5 separate regions of the Sus scrofa genome follow, and regions 1, 2, 3 and 5 are each linked to region 4. A link is a contact called in public Hi-C, HiChIP or PLAC-seq and promoter capture Hi-C data. All regions are on one chromosome and are shown on one strand. The core of a region is the stretch at or near the end of the contact, and the rest is flanking DNA. Distances in the headings are between cores, read along the strand shown.

Evidence for each region. Promoter capture Hi-C pulls out the DNA fragments that hold promoters and counts their contacts. A called contact is a pair of places that touch in the nucleus more often than the background predicts. HiChIP or PLAC-seq counts read pairs in DNA pulled down with a chosen protein or histone mark.
Region 1: a Hi-C map of liver shows a contact between it and region 4, with 4 times the contacts expected there. The contact joins the promoter of USMG5 here to the promoter of WBP1L in region 4. A contact is called at or near these places in 1 of 5 promoter capture datasets (fetal liver), 2 of 47 Hi-C or Micro-C datasets (heart right ventricle and liver) and 1 of 2 datasets of contacts at active chromatin or transcription factors (alveolar macrophages).
Region 2: a contact with region 4 is called in a promoter capture Hi-C map of liver, with 5 times the contacts expected there. The contact joins the promoter of PCGF6 here to the promoter of WBP1L in region 4. A contact is called at or near these places in 1 of 5 promoter capture datasets (liver) and 5 of 47 Hi-C or Micro-C datasets (embryonic fibroblasts, omental adipose tissue, retroperitoneal adipose tissue and 1 more).
Region 3: a contact with region 4 is called in a promoter capture Hi-C map of liver, with 5 times the contacts expected there. The contact joins the promoter of TAF5 here to the promoter of WBP1L in region 4. A contact is called at or near these places in 2 of 5 promoter capture datasets (fetal liver and liver) and 1 of 2 datasets of contacts at active chromatin or transcription factors (alveolar macrophages).
Region 5: an H3K27ac HiChIP or PLAC-seq map of alveolar macrophages shows a contact between it and region 4. The contact joins the enhancer-like site here to the promoter of WBP1L in region 4. A contact is called at or near these places in 5 of 47 Hi-C or Micro-C datasets (embryonic fibroblasts, fibroblasts, heart right ventricle and 2 more) and 1 of 2 datasets of contacts at active chromatin or transcription factors (alveolar macrophages).

The regions. Positions count from the first base shown.
Region 1 is chr14:114,326,172-114,328,871 of Sscrofa11.1, forward strand. USMG5 (up-regulated during skeletal muscle growth protein 5) reads right to left here and starts at 1,346. Exons shown (of 4, transcript XM_021073491.1): 1 at 1,201-1,346. It overlaps PDCD11 (protein RRP5 homolog), which reads left to right and starts at 1,412. Exons shown (of 38, transcript XR_002338761.1): 1 at 1,412-1,539.
Region 2 is chr14:114,286,136-114,288,835 of Sscrofa11.1, forward strand. PCGF6 (polycomb group RING finger protein 6) reads right to left here and starts at 1,322. Exons shown (of 27, transcript XR_002338753.1): 1 at 884-1,322; 2 at 69-168.
Region 3 is chr14:114,303,135-114,305,834 of Sscrofa11.1, forward strand. It overlaps TAF5 (transcription initiation factor TFIID subunit 5), which reads left to right and starts at 1,429. Exons shown (of 11, transcript XM_021073484.1): 1 at 1,429-2,018. The coding sequence starts at 1,460.
Region 4 is chr14:113,736,494-113,739,193 of Sscrofa11.1, forward strand. WBP1L (WW domain binding protein 1-like) reads left to right here and starts at 1,265. Exons shown (of 4, transcript XM_001929157.7): 1 at 1,265-1,458. The coding sequence starts at 1,369.
Region 5 is chr14:114,418,913-114,421,612 of Sscrofa11.1, forward strand. No RefSeq gene overlaps it. Among named protein-coding and RNA genes, the nearest start is that of CALHM3, 6.9 kb to the left of the region's middle. Within about 2 kb of position 1,354, at least 1 of the 83 cell types and tissues checked has an H3K27ac peak or open chromatin away from gene starts, as enhancers often do. A contact at or near this core is called in alveolar macrophages, where this site is marked.

The DNA.
Region 1 (2,700 bases), core at 96-2,595, 590 kb after region 4:
AACAAAAATTTTAATTTCTCTCTACACAATATAAAAGGAAGACTGATGTTTGCAATATTCTACACAGGGCTAATTCCGACGGTAGGAAAAGGTATAGTATAGGAATCACAATTTAGTCTAGGTCTTAGAGGAAGACTCTTGAAATGCTGAGTTGGAGGGGGAAGTGGGATGCTGCTGATAAATAACTGGAACAAAGCCTGGAAACACCTGGGTCTGCATCCTCAGCAAATCGCAGGTTACTTTGGGGCAAAGATCAGGAATCCTTGTGTTAGAGTGTCCTTCGTGGAGTAACTGAACTGAAACTTGCTTTCCTTTTGAGTCATACTTCAGCTTAGACAGATAGTAATGAAGAAAATTACCTAAGACTAAAAATAACCGTACCATTGTTAAATGGTAGCCTATGGCAAAGTCTAAGCGATGGGGTCTTCACTTTTGTTTCTAATTGAGCGGCAAACTACTATTAAATATAATCAATCTTTCCATTCCTCTCTTCACCGATAAGTGGGCACTTCAGAAAAGGCCCAAAGCGACCAAATGCCCTCGCTACTTTGTTTTCCCGATACTGTTTTTTTCTGTCTGACTGGACGTTTACCTAGAATGATGAGTGAGATTACGAGGCAGAGACGAGTGAAAGCTGCTCAGGTACCAGAAGCAGCTTCTTGCACTGCAAGGAGTTTACAGTCCTCTTCTGGCTACCTTCTAGGAAAGGTCTTCCCGCTGATTGAACACAGGCTGCATCTAACCAGCGGGTCTGGCGAACTGCAGGGGCCCGCCTACGCTCACTCCTGTTTGACAAAGGCTGCACCACAACTAAAGAACGCCTGGCTGGCCAACTTCCTAAACACAGCTCAGTGAAAACAAACTACTATACGCATACATGGGAAAGGAGATTAATTCGGCCAGAAGTTCTCATCCAAAATTACGTCACTCGGTGACCTTGGCGGACTCCCTTCGCTGCGGACCTTTTTTCTTTACCGGAAAATGCATTTTAAGGGCCTTTACCTCTCACTGAGGCTTCCTAGCCACTATCCGACCCCTCGCGGCCATCATTTTCTCCAATTCCTTTTCATTCACCCCCCCGTCTCGCCCCTCCAAAGCAAAGACCTCGCGGTGTTCCTGGACCAGAAAACAGTCCTATTCTAGGCTGGCCCCATAAAGTGGAGGCGCGAGGTCAGAGCCCGGTCTCCCCTCCACACCCACCTTCGAAAATGCACAAACTCCGCAGCCTGTGTCCTTCAACGTATCCAGTTGCCCCCTCGCTCCGGCCGGAAGAAACCTCCTCCCCCGCACGCGTTCAACGGGCCTTACCGACTCGGCCCTCTACGTCGATTGGCTGCGGCTCGAGGCCCGCCCTTCCGCTTCCGGTATTCAAATCTCCTCCCTCGCTCTGTAGGACTCCATAGTGTAGTAACGGAAGTGGGGCGCAGAGCCCGCCCTCGCTTCCGGCAGGGCGGAGTTGGGCTGCTGGCGTGCGGGTCTCCGCGTGTGTGATCACAGTGGCGCGGCCTCCGAAGTAGAAGTGCTGGCGTCCCTGGCTTGGTGAGTGTGGGTAAAGGCGACAAGGGAGGAAACGTCGTGGCTTCCAGGTCTGTTCCAGAACTAAGTCCTCCAGGTCCCTACCATGCACCCGCTTAGAAGCCGGCTTTGCTTGACTTGCTCCTGTAACTTTAGGATCTGTCCCCTGAAGGTAGCTTAATTCTCTTCTTTGCCGCTGGATTGCTGCTTTACTCTTTTGAAACTTCAGTTTCCCCTGGTCTGAAATGAGATTAAGGGTCAAACTCCCAGGAATCTTGACCCCACGGCACTTTCTTATTTTTTCGAAACATATCTATCCGTTCCTGATTCCAACTCCTAGGTTCATTTTAGGTCCTCGCCTCTTTCACAGTCTCAAGCCTTTCTAGATTCCTATTTCCAAGTGTCTTTCAGAACCAACCCCACTAATCTTCCGTTCTCGTTTATACCTAGTTCTGGTTCTCATGATTTCTGTTGTGCTGCAATTGAAGCCTTCTACCAGATTACCTTCCTTCAGTCCTCTCTCCTCCAGTCCAGTCTATAGCCTGCAGTCTTTTTTTTTTTTTTTTTTTTTGGTTACTGTTTTATCTTTTCCTTTACTTAAGGCTCAGACTTGCCAAAGTAAATGTTAATCTATTCACGTCTAATGAGAGCTCTGAAACAGAAAGCCCAAGCTGTCTTTTAGAATTTAACTCCACTTATTATGCTTTTTATCACTTTATGGTCTAGTTGAACTTTTCTCCAAAGGAAGGCAAGAGCAAGCCTTTGAACAACAGTTTGACAGACATGATGCTGATGCTTATCAAAATAATTTGCTTTTTCTTTTCCCATGCTTTTCCTCACATTCCTTCTGCTTTTCCCTTTCCACCTATCAAGATTCTATTTATCTTTTAACACATAGCCCAAAAGCTTCTTTTGTTTTCCTCTTTTACCAAAGCCTCATTATTTCCTGCTTCTTTGTTGATAGTTTATAAATTGATTTGTATTTTAAATTATTTGCATAATTGTTCTTAAAAGTGTGTCTGTTCAGAGTTCCCTTGTATCTTATTGGGTTAAGGGCCCACCTTGTCAATGCTGTAGCGTGGGTTCAGTGCCTGGCCTGGGAACTTCCACATACCACAGGTGCAGCCAAAAAAAAAAAAGACGAAAAAGTGTGCATATGCTTTGAAGGTAGGGGCTTATATATAT
Region 2 (2,700 bases), core at 72-2,571, 550 kb after region 4:
TTCAAAAACTATATTATTTGGAAATGCTTTCAAGACATTCAAAAGCTATATTATTTGGAAATGCTTACATGTATGAAGACATTCTGTAATGGTAGTTGCATCTATTAAGTAACCTTTGCAAATGGAACACAAGATGTATGGGGTCAGCTCAGAAAGGTTAATCAGGCGCTGCAAATGCAATGGAAATGGTTTTAAAATACAAGTCCTTGCCTTCTCAAACTAATACCAATAAAGTGTAGCTTACTTTGCAACATGGAAACTTGTTACAGTACCTACAACTCTTCAGAATACTCTCAAAGTTACAATAATAACACAACATAAACCGATGTTTCAAAAAGCTTTCACTCTTTGGATATATTGTATATTGCCAGATAAATGGCATCCTACTTTATGAATTACTGCGAAGTGGACAAACTTCCAGATACTAGTGTTTAATATATTAATTCTCACTACCTAGGTGCATTGCCTAACTTGATTAAGTATGCGCTGTCCCATTTTAAAAAGTCTTCCCAGTCAGAGATTGATTAGGTGGGGAAGGGTTTACCATCCTTTCAAGACCCTGTAGAAATGGACTGTTCCCCCGCCCGTCCCACTGCACACTCCAAGAAGGCAGGAGGACGGAACCCTTGGCGCCTTCGCCCCTGGCAGTAGTTTCAATAATGAGTAAGTCGGACCCAGAGAGCCTAAGCGACTGCAGGAACCTCACAAAATGAGTCGGCAGCGAATCGGGCTGGCACGGAAGACCAGTCCGCACCACAAGCCTAGGCAGGCAGCGCAGGGAGGGCGGGTCGACACAGGTGCCAAAGGCTGCAGCAGCGAGCGGGAGACCCCGCCGGGCCCTGACTGAGGAGGCCTCGCATGGTCGGACAGGGGCTAGCGATACCTCCTCCTCGTCCTCGGAGTCCGGCCGGCCCCCCTCCAACCTCAGCGAGAAGTGGCTCATCTCTTCCTCCTCCTCCTCCTCTTCTTCCTCATCCAGGTCTTCATCCTCTTCCAACTCCTCGTCCTCGTCCTCGAAGCGGCTCCTCAAACGGCCCAGGCTGCGCTCGGGCTCCAGCTCAGGGGGCCGGGAGCCGGAGCAGCCGGGAGCCCCCGCCTCGGGCAAAGGCGGCGGGCCCTCCTCACCCGCTGAGGGCGCGGGGGTGAGGGCAGGCGGGGAGACGGGGGGCGGCGGCGGCATGGCTGCGGCTCCCTCGGCCTTGGTAGCGCCGGCGTTGCCTGTCGTTACCGCCGGGACCCCCTCCATGCCGAGGGCAGAGACCAGGCGAGGCGAGACCAGGTGGCTGGATAGCGCGGGAGTTCCGCCCGCCTGCCTGAGCCGCCAGTACGCAGGCGCGGGAGGCCTGCGGAGCCCGCTGGGAACTGTGGTTCGTTGCTCCTCACCTAAGTCCGCGGCGTAGGCGGAGCCACTCAGGTATATGGGGCGGGGCTTGCAGGCCTCAGAGGAATCTCACCCATTTTTTCCTTTGAAAGGCTGACGCTCCCTTCACAAAATTGCTACCTCTCAGACAACAATATTCTCTTTGTATCACCTGATGTTCAGAGCACTGAAACAGATCCTATAACAATGTTGCATTATGAATAATAATGATTTCGATTTGAGTACCAATTATGCGTTTCTTCCATGCAAGGTTATTTCCATTAGGAAGTTAAATATATACGTTTACTTATTTGGAGGAATCAAATCTTGTATTTTTATCTTGCTACAGGATGAAAACTTAATCACCAAAGACAGTCTATTATTCCCTATTACATAAAGGAAAGTCAATTATATTTAATTCAACAAACATTTGTTGAGGATCTACTGTGGCAGGAAATGAGCCCTATCCATGCACCCCAAACCCCCAGTTTTATTAGAAGAGAGATTTGGAGTTGGTGTTCTTTATTATTGGTAAGATAGTGCCAACTAATGTCGGGTAATGTTTGGAAGCCAGATTCAGGGAGGAATCAAATGCTCCTCAATGAGATAATGCTGGGAGGAAATCACATTTGTGAGAGAATGTGTTGTCACTGAGTAAAATTAATGTTAATTTGGGAGCAGTAAACTGAAATAGCTCCAGGATTTGTCAGTCCTATGGTGTGATGGCTAGTTTTATGTGTCAACTTGACTAGGATATAGTATAGTTTTTCAATCAAACACATAGGTGTTTCCGTGAAGGTATTTTTGTACGTTCGATTAATATTATCATCAGTTGACTTTATTTTATTTATGTATTTATTTATTTGCTTTTTAGAGCCACACCCACAGTATATGGAGAGTCCCAGGCTTAGGGTCTAATCATAGCTACAGCTGCTGGCCTACGCCACAGCCACAGCCACACCAGATCCAAGCCGTGTTTGCCACCTACACCACAGCTCATGGCAATGCAGGATCCTTAACCCACTGAGCGAGACCAGGGATTGAACCTGCAACCTCATGGTTCCCAGTTGGATTTGTTTCCACTGAGCCACAATGGGAACTCCATCAGTTGACTTTAAGTGAAAGATACTATCTTTTATAATTTAAATAAAATTCATCCAATCAGTTGAGAAGCCTTAAAAGCAAAGCTGAGATTCCTCTGAGGAAGACATTCTTCCTATGGACTGCAGCATCAGCTCCTGCATGGGAGTTTCCATACTGTTCACTTGCCCCACAAATTGCTAAGACCTGCTTAGCAAGACCTAACAATCATGTAAGGCAATTCCTTGTAATAAATCTGT
Region 3 (2,700 bases), core at 179-2,678, 570 kb after region 4:
GTCGTGGCGCAGTGGTTAACGAATCCGACTAGGAACCATGAGGTTGCGGGTTTGGTCCCTGCCCTTGCTCAGTGGGTTAACGATCCGGCGTTGCCGTGAGCTGTGGTGTAGGTTGCAGACGCGGCTCGGATCCTGCGTTGCTGTGGCTCTGGCGTAGGCCGGTGGCTACAGCTCCGATTTGACCCCTAGCCTGGGAACCTCCATATGCCGCGGGAGCAGCCCAAGAAATAGCAACAACAACAACAAAAAAAGACAAAAGACAAAAAAGACAAAAAAAGTGGGCTTTGAAGTCCTTCAATAAAAAATACAGAGATTTTGGGAGTTCCCTGATGGTCTAGTGGGTTAAAGATCCGGCACTGTCACAGCTGTGGCTCAGATTGCTGCTGTTGTATGGGTTTGACCCCTGGCCCAAGAACTTCTGCTTGCTGTGGTCATGGCCAAAAATAAAATAAAATAAAATAAAATAAAATAAAATAAAAAAATAAAGAAAGAAAGAAAAGAAAAGAAAAAATACTACAGATTTTATTTGTGGTGTAACAGAAAAGCCACTCTATGTGGTATAAGTGGCTTTGGCTGAAGTCCCAAACCAGACTCTGTGGAACTTAAAAGACAAAGCCAGGTAAAAGGTTAGACACCACAGAAGGAAACGGAGTGGCTGTACTTCTGCAGTCCCAGTTTCTGGGCTTCATCTGTATAGCTGGATCCAGTTTCTAAGACCTAATTCAGGAGACTGATGTATGCATCAGAAGTTTTACTATTCATAATAGGGTAAAACATCTTTCCAGGGAATAGTAAATACACCTGGGTTTATTTATGGCATTTCTCATCTAAGTTCTAAACTAATTACCAATTAATTACATATCAATTAGCGAATAATGAATTAGAAAAATCAGTTGAATGATCATGAGGTATAGGATGAATTTCCCCATCTCATAATTGTTACCATCTGAATTTGGTTTTTTCTCTCTTGGCCACTGCTGAATAAATGCTAACCAATTATTGTTCATCTCCCCTAATGCTCCTCCCCCCATGTTTCATAATCTTACTTTAAAAACAAAATTTTTTTTTTGGCTGTGCCTTGTGGCCACCCGAGCTGCTGCAGTGACAATGCTGGAGGCTTAACCAATGCAAAGTGAAGATAATAGTACTTTACGAGGTTGTTTAATTATATGAGGGCATATAATGTAAAGTGTCTATCGCAGTGCCTGAATATAGCCGGTCCGCAATAAACGGTAATTATCATCGGGCAAACAGAAGAGGCGGTCCCTCATCCCAACTTCCTGCCTTTTTGTCACTCACTTTTGAAAGTCGCTCTCGCTCCTATTCCTTTTTCTCCTTATTTCTCGCCCCTCCTACTGCCGCAAATTGCCTTCCAGAGCTGTCGTAAAACGCTCCTCCCCGCCCTCCATGTGGCGAAAACGCAATCACGCTTGACGGCGCGAGGTGGCTCAGCCGCAAGATGGCGGCGCTGGCGGAGGAGCAGACGGAGGTGGCGGTCAAGTTAGAGCCTGAAGGACCGCCGACGCTGCTACCTCCGCAGGCGGGGGACGGCGCTGGCGAGGGTGGCGGTGGCGCAACCAACAACGGCCCCAATGGCGGTGGCGGGAACGTTGCGGCATCGTCGTCGGCCGGCGGGGATGGTGGAACTCCTAAGCCCTCGGTGGCTGTGTCCGCCGTTGCCCCGGCGGGGGTGGCTCCGGTGGCCGCCGCTGCTCCGGAGGCTGGCGGGCCCCACGACCGACAGACTCTGCTGGCTGTACTGCAGTTTCTACGGCAGAACAACCTCCGTGAGGCCGAAGAGGCGCTGCGCCGTGAGGCCCGTCTGCTAGAGGAGGCAGTGGCGGGCTCCGGAGCCCCGGGAGAGGCGGACGGCGCCGGCGCTGAGACGGCTAGCGCGCTTCTCAGCCGGGTCACTTCCTCGGGCCCCGGCCCTGCGGCCCCAGAGCCTCCCGGCAGCGCCGCTTCGGGAGCCTCTGCTGTCTCGGGCTTAGCGACAGGTCCTGCGGCTCCGGGGAAAGGTGAGCCGCGGGGTCCCTGGGAGGCAAGACCGGCAAGTAGGAGATCAAGCAGGGAAGGCAGAGGCTGGCAGGCCTGCACCTCTGCGGGCTTGTTTTGAATTTCCTGGGCCCGCCTCTAGGGCCACATGCCCGCCCCTTTCCCTAGTGCGCCGGCTGCGCAGTCAAACCCTCTTCCTAGCTGTCAGTTCCAGAGAGAGGCTCTGGAGAGCTATTGAGCCCAGGGATGTACGGGGACGGTGGGCGCAGAGAGCCGGGGATGTTCAGGCTTTTGGCCCCTTTCGTTTTATTTAAGCTCTTGGGCCTTGTGCAGGGGTGTATTAGCACTAACAATATTTGTACAATATTGTACTAGTGTACTTTAAATTATGCATCTTAATTTTCACTGTTATACTGTGAGGTAGACAGTACCTCTATTTTAAAGATGAGAAAAGAGTCTGAGAAGAGCCCAGGGACTTGCTTTGACACAGCCAGAGAGTGATGAAATATAGTATAGCCAGTTTTCTCAAAATACAGGCTTACTATCGCTAGTGTTCCATCTTTTAGGGGAATGCAGATTCCTAGGCGTCACTTCGGACTTAGTGAGTCAGACCCCATGCAGGTGGACTCTGGGAATTTGCATTTTATTTTATTTTGCTTTTTAGGGCCACACCTGTGGCATATGGAAGTTCCCAGGCTAGGGGTG
Region 4 (2,700 bases), core at 15-2,514:
GGCAGCTGGCTTCTCTGCTTTGGGTCTTCTTTTGTTCGTTTATTCTCCCAACATTGATTGAGCTCGTGACTGGGCCCTGTACAAGGTGCTGTAGGAGTTTCTTTAAAAAAAAATGTGTAAGATCTGGTGTGCCATACAAAAAGCTACACGTCTAGTGGGAGGGGTCAAGCAGGCAGAAACTACAGATAGATACACTGTGTGCTAAGTGTTATGTGAATTCAGAAGAGAGGAGGGGGTGGGAATGAGGAGTTTGTAAACAGGAAACTGTGTAAAGTGTAAATGAAGTTAAGGGCACTGCATAGCTCAGTACTCTGGGGAGCTCTAAACTGTTACGTGTGAGCAGGATGTGGGAAGTGAAGCGGCAGTGGGTGAGATAAAGAGGTATGCTGGGACCAGGACACACAAAGAAGCATGTTAAAAGTTGGGACTATAAGTCCAGTCCAGGTGGTTGAAGTATTTCGAGAGGGGAAGCCCTGAGATGAGAATTCTTGGTTTTAGGTGGTAGAGCACCCCAGCTTTGGTTGGTGAAAGGGATTCAAGAAAGAATTGGAACTGGGACAGAAGAGACCATTTGTATTTAGCCAGAAAATGAGAACATGGATTGAAGCAATGGGGATGGATTTCAGACCTATTTTTAAGGTAGAATCAATAGAATTTCGTCTCTCTCATTTGTGGTGACAAAGCACTGTCTCAAATAAAGGTACTGCCTTATAGGGAATTCAAATTGACTGAAACCACTGTTTGAGATCACGAGCGGGACCTGGTACTGGGGCTATGCTTAAAGACAAAAGACATCAAAAGCTCTTTAGACTGCAGTTGTCTTTCAGAGCGCTCGGTTACCTTCTAAAATGAACTTATTTTCCAACACCCCTTAGAATTGCTATACCCCTTCCCTTTCTTTGCTGAACTGGGGAAATCTTCCGCCACACTCAAGATGGCGGCACCAAAATGGACTTCTATACATGTTTTGGATTGCCCAGCCCCGTGATTCCAGCTACTTCCGCCACTCTCTGCGGAGCAGCACGCGTTTACGCCTCCTCGCAGCACTCAAGATGGCCCGGCTTCCTCCTACTTTTCATTGGCCAGCTCTCTCCGGTCTTCCGACATCATGAGGGGGCGGGACTTGTATTTGATCGACGGCTGTTTTAACCAATGGAAAAAGGGATAAAACCAATGAAGCGCTGGAACTGGAGAACCATCCCAGCGTCTGGGAGGTGTTTCGGCTGGGCGGGGTGGAGCAGAGCCGGAAGCGGGTGGGGAGAGTGAAACAGGAAAAGAAGGGAAGAAGGAAGAAGAGGGAAGAGGAGGAGAGGGAGGAGGAGGAGGGAGGCGGCGGCGCCGTGGCGGAGGAGCAGGAGCAGGAGGGGGATGGAGAGGAGAAGGCTCCTGGGTGGCATGGCGCTCCTGCTCCTCCAGGCGCTGCCCAGCCCCCTGTCAGCCAGGGCCGAACCCCCGCAGGTAAGGGGGAGGGAGCGTCTGGGCCAGGCTGGAGGTCTGGGGGTCGTCGAGGCCTGGCTGGAGGGGGCTGAAGGGATGTTGTCAAGAGTCGACGGGTCCCAAGAGGGGCACCCATGTCTGGAGTGGACAGGATGTAAGGGGGCGTCGGTGTTTAACTGAGGGACACCTGTGACGGCTTTGGTGTCAGGGAAGTGGCAGAGGCATGGTACCAAGTGAGTGAGGGGTCTTTGAGACGGCAGTTAGGTAAGGTGGGATGGGATGGCTGTGGCCGGATAGTGGTGCCAAGCAGGGGCATGAGGGGCGCGCATTCTTGTCTCACAGTGTCTCCAAGGCAGCGATGCCGCGTTTACGTCTGTGCGGATAGGGGTCCGTGGGTTATTGAGTGGGCCTGAGAGGGAGGGAGGGGCTGAGAGGATATTTATTTCAAGCTGCACCTGGGAAAGGTCTAGGAGCCTCTAGGCCCCATTTTTAATGGTGTTGGAGGCAGGGATCTTGGAAGGCAGGTGAGATGAAGTAGACTGGGGCTCCTCAGGAGCATGGCACACGAGCGGTAACAAGCTCTCACTGTTGGGCGGGCTGGCTGGTCTGGGGGAGCCAGTCACCGATGTCGGTCTGGGCCAGCTCGGCGTTTTGAGCAAAGGGTGGTGCTGATGCCAGTAAGGGCAACAAATGGAGCACCCCAGCTTTTCTTGCTAGGTGGCTTGCCTCTTATCCAGGCAGAGAAGCTTGTGCTGATTTCAGCTGCTGCTGGCATTTCGAAACCTTAATGGGAGCGTTGCTCCTGGTGCCAAGTTGGGTGGGGTGCAGCAGGGGGAATCACCCCTCCTTCCCTTGCATTTGGCAAGGCTTTACCATTCTATTTTCTTCACTTTCTGTTCCCGTCCCTGTCTTTTCAGAAAGGCACACACACAGAGCAAAATGGCAGAGTCTCTACAGCTTAGCATGAACTTTGTGTTGTGATCAAGTAGACGCAGAGTACCAGCAAAAATACACACACTTATCTTTTCCCTAGGAGTTTATGGGCAGTCTTTTCACATATGCATCTTGTCTTGCTCATCCTCTATGTAACAAATTAATTTTTTAAATGACCTGAAGTGTATATAACATAAACCATTTAAAACCACTTAACCATTTTAAAGTGAATACTTCAGTGGCATTTAGTACACTCACAGTGTTGTGCAACCACCGCCTCTATCTAGTTCCAAAACATTTTCATCACTCCAAAAGAAAAGCCTGTACCAT
Region 5 (2,700 bases), core at 104-2,603, 680 kb after region 4:
CTTTTTGATTTTTATATGGTTTTCTCTGCTGTGCAAAAGCTTATACACTTGATTAGGTACCATTGGTTTATTTATTTACTTATTTATTTGCTTTTTAGGGCCGTACCCGCGGCATGTGGAAGTTCCCAGGCTAGGGGTGGAATCAGAGCTACAGCTGCTGGCCTATGCCATAGCCACAGCAACGCCAGATCCAAGCCACATCTGCAACCTACACCACAGCTCATGGCAATGCTGGATCCTTAACCCACTGAATGAGGCCAGGGATGGAACCTGCAACTTCATGGTTCCTATTTGGATTCATTAACCACTGACCCACAACAGGAACTCCCGTAGCATTGTAATATTGTCTGAAGTCTGGGAGAGTTATGCCTCCTGCTTTGTTTTTTTCCTTCAGTTTTGCTTTGGAAATTCTAGGTCTTTTATGGTTCCATATAATATTTTGGATTATTTGTTCTAGTTCTATAAAAAATGTCATGGGTAATTTGATAGGGATTGCATTAAGTCTGTAGATTGGGGGGGTAGTATAGTAATTTAAGCAATATTAATTCTTCCAATCCAGGAGCATGGAATATCTTTCCATTTCTTTGAATCCTCTTCAATTTTCTTCATTAATGTTTTGTAGTTCTCAGTGTATAAGTCTTTTACCTCCTTGGTCAAGTTTATTATTAGGTAATTTTGAGTGTGCAATTTTATTATTTTTAATTATTTATTTTTCTTTTTACAGCTGCACTTGCGGCATATGGAAGTTCCCGGGCTAGGGGTTGAATCAGAGTTGCTGCTGAAGTCTATGCCACAGCTATCTATCCTTTAACCCACTGAGTGAAGCCAGAGATTGAACCTGCATCCTCACAGAGACAATGTTGGTTCCTTAACCTGTTGAGCCACAATGGGAACTCCTCTGGTGCAATTTTAGAAGGCATTTAAAAAAATATTGCTTTTATAATATTTCATTTTTAGAGAAGTGCAACCGATTTCTGAATGTTCATCTTATATTCTTCTACTTTGCTAAATTTTATCAGATCAAGTAGTTGTTGTGAAGAGTACTTAGGGTTCTATGTATAATATCATGTCATCTGCATATAGTCAGATTTTCATTTTAATTCTTACTTAAATCTATTTAGTAGTTTTAAACACGTGTTAACTTGCAATAGGAAGATCTTTGTAGAACCAGCCTTTGGTTTCTTTTTTTCTCAAATTGGGGTCTTGCAGACTTAGTCCTAGGGGTCTTCTGGATTTTTATATCCTTCAAAAGAAATCTGGGTATTATTTGAGAAACATTGGCTGAATTGTCTTCAGAGTGCCTGTGATTTAGAGGGCTCTTTAGGACAGGCTGCCCCCTACTGGAGGAGTTGATGTATCTGCTGTGTGTGTGTGTGTGTTTGTGTGTGGTGTTATGTGGAGTGTGTAGGGTATGTAGTGTGTGTGCGTGTGTGGTGTGTAATGTGTGTGGGGTATGCGTGTAGTGTGTATGTGATGTGTGTGATGTGTAGTGTTATGTATGTGTGGTGTGTGTGTGGTGTGTGTGAGTGGGTATATGTTGTGTGTGTACATGTGTATGTGGTGTATGTGTGATGTGTAGTGTGTGTGTGTGTGTGTGTGTGTGTGATGTATATTACATGCGTGTGTGGCGTGTAGGTAGAAGTGTGGTGAATGCAGTACATGCCCTTGTATGTATGTGGTGTGTATGTGTATGATGCATAAAGTGTGTTCATGTGTGTGTTGTGTGTGCATGTGTATATGATGTGTAGTGCGTGTGATTGTGTGCATGTGTGTGGTATGTGTGTCTGTATGTGTATGTGTATGACGTGTAGCGTGTGGGTGTGTGGTGTGTATGTAAGAGTGTGTCTTCAGAAAGGCCGGTGTCGGAGTTCAGTGGTAATGAACCTGACTAGCATCCCTGCTCCATCTCAGATGTGGCTTGGATCCCGTGTTGCTGTGGCTGTGGTGTAGGATGGCAACTACTGCTCCGATTGTACCCCTAGCCTGGGAACCTCCCCATGCCATGGGCATGGCCCTAGAAAGACAAAAAAAAAGAGAAAGAAATACCGGCGCGACTATGTTTCTTCTTCCCGGACAGTGGACACACCCTCCCCTGAAGTTTCCCTCAGAAGGAAGACATTGGATGCATGTCCTACTTCTCTCAGGACGAGGAGGCTATTGTTCGCTCTTGTCTCTCAGAGCCGTGGTGCCTTCTCTGGCCCTGAGAGACCTGACTCTCTTCTACCCTGATGACAGAGGCCTCCGTGGCATCCTGGTGACAGGCCTTTCTTGTCTGTCTCTGGCAGAACAGGGCAAAAGCAACGTGGCACTTCTAGGGGCTCCACTCTGGTGACTATGTAGAGCTCTGTGGCCCCTAAGGGTTGGAAAAGAGAATGAAAAAGAAAGGGGAGACTCTGACAAATGGCATCGGAAGAGCTGGCTAACCATCTGGGAAAATCTTTTTTTTTTTTCTTTTTAGGGCCACACCGGTGGCATATGGAGGTTCCCAGGCTAGGGGTCTAATTGGAGCTACAGTTGCTGGCCTACACCACAGCCACAGCAATGCCAGATCCAAGCCTCGTCTGCGACCTACACCACAGCTCATGGCAACGCCAGATCCTTAACCCACTGAGCGAGGCCAGGGATCAAACCTACAACCTCATGGTTCCTAGTCGGATTCGTTTATGCTGTGCCACAATGGGAACTCCCCATTTGGGAAAA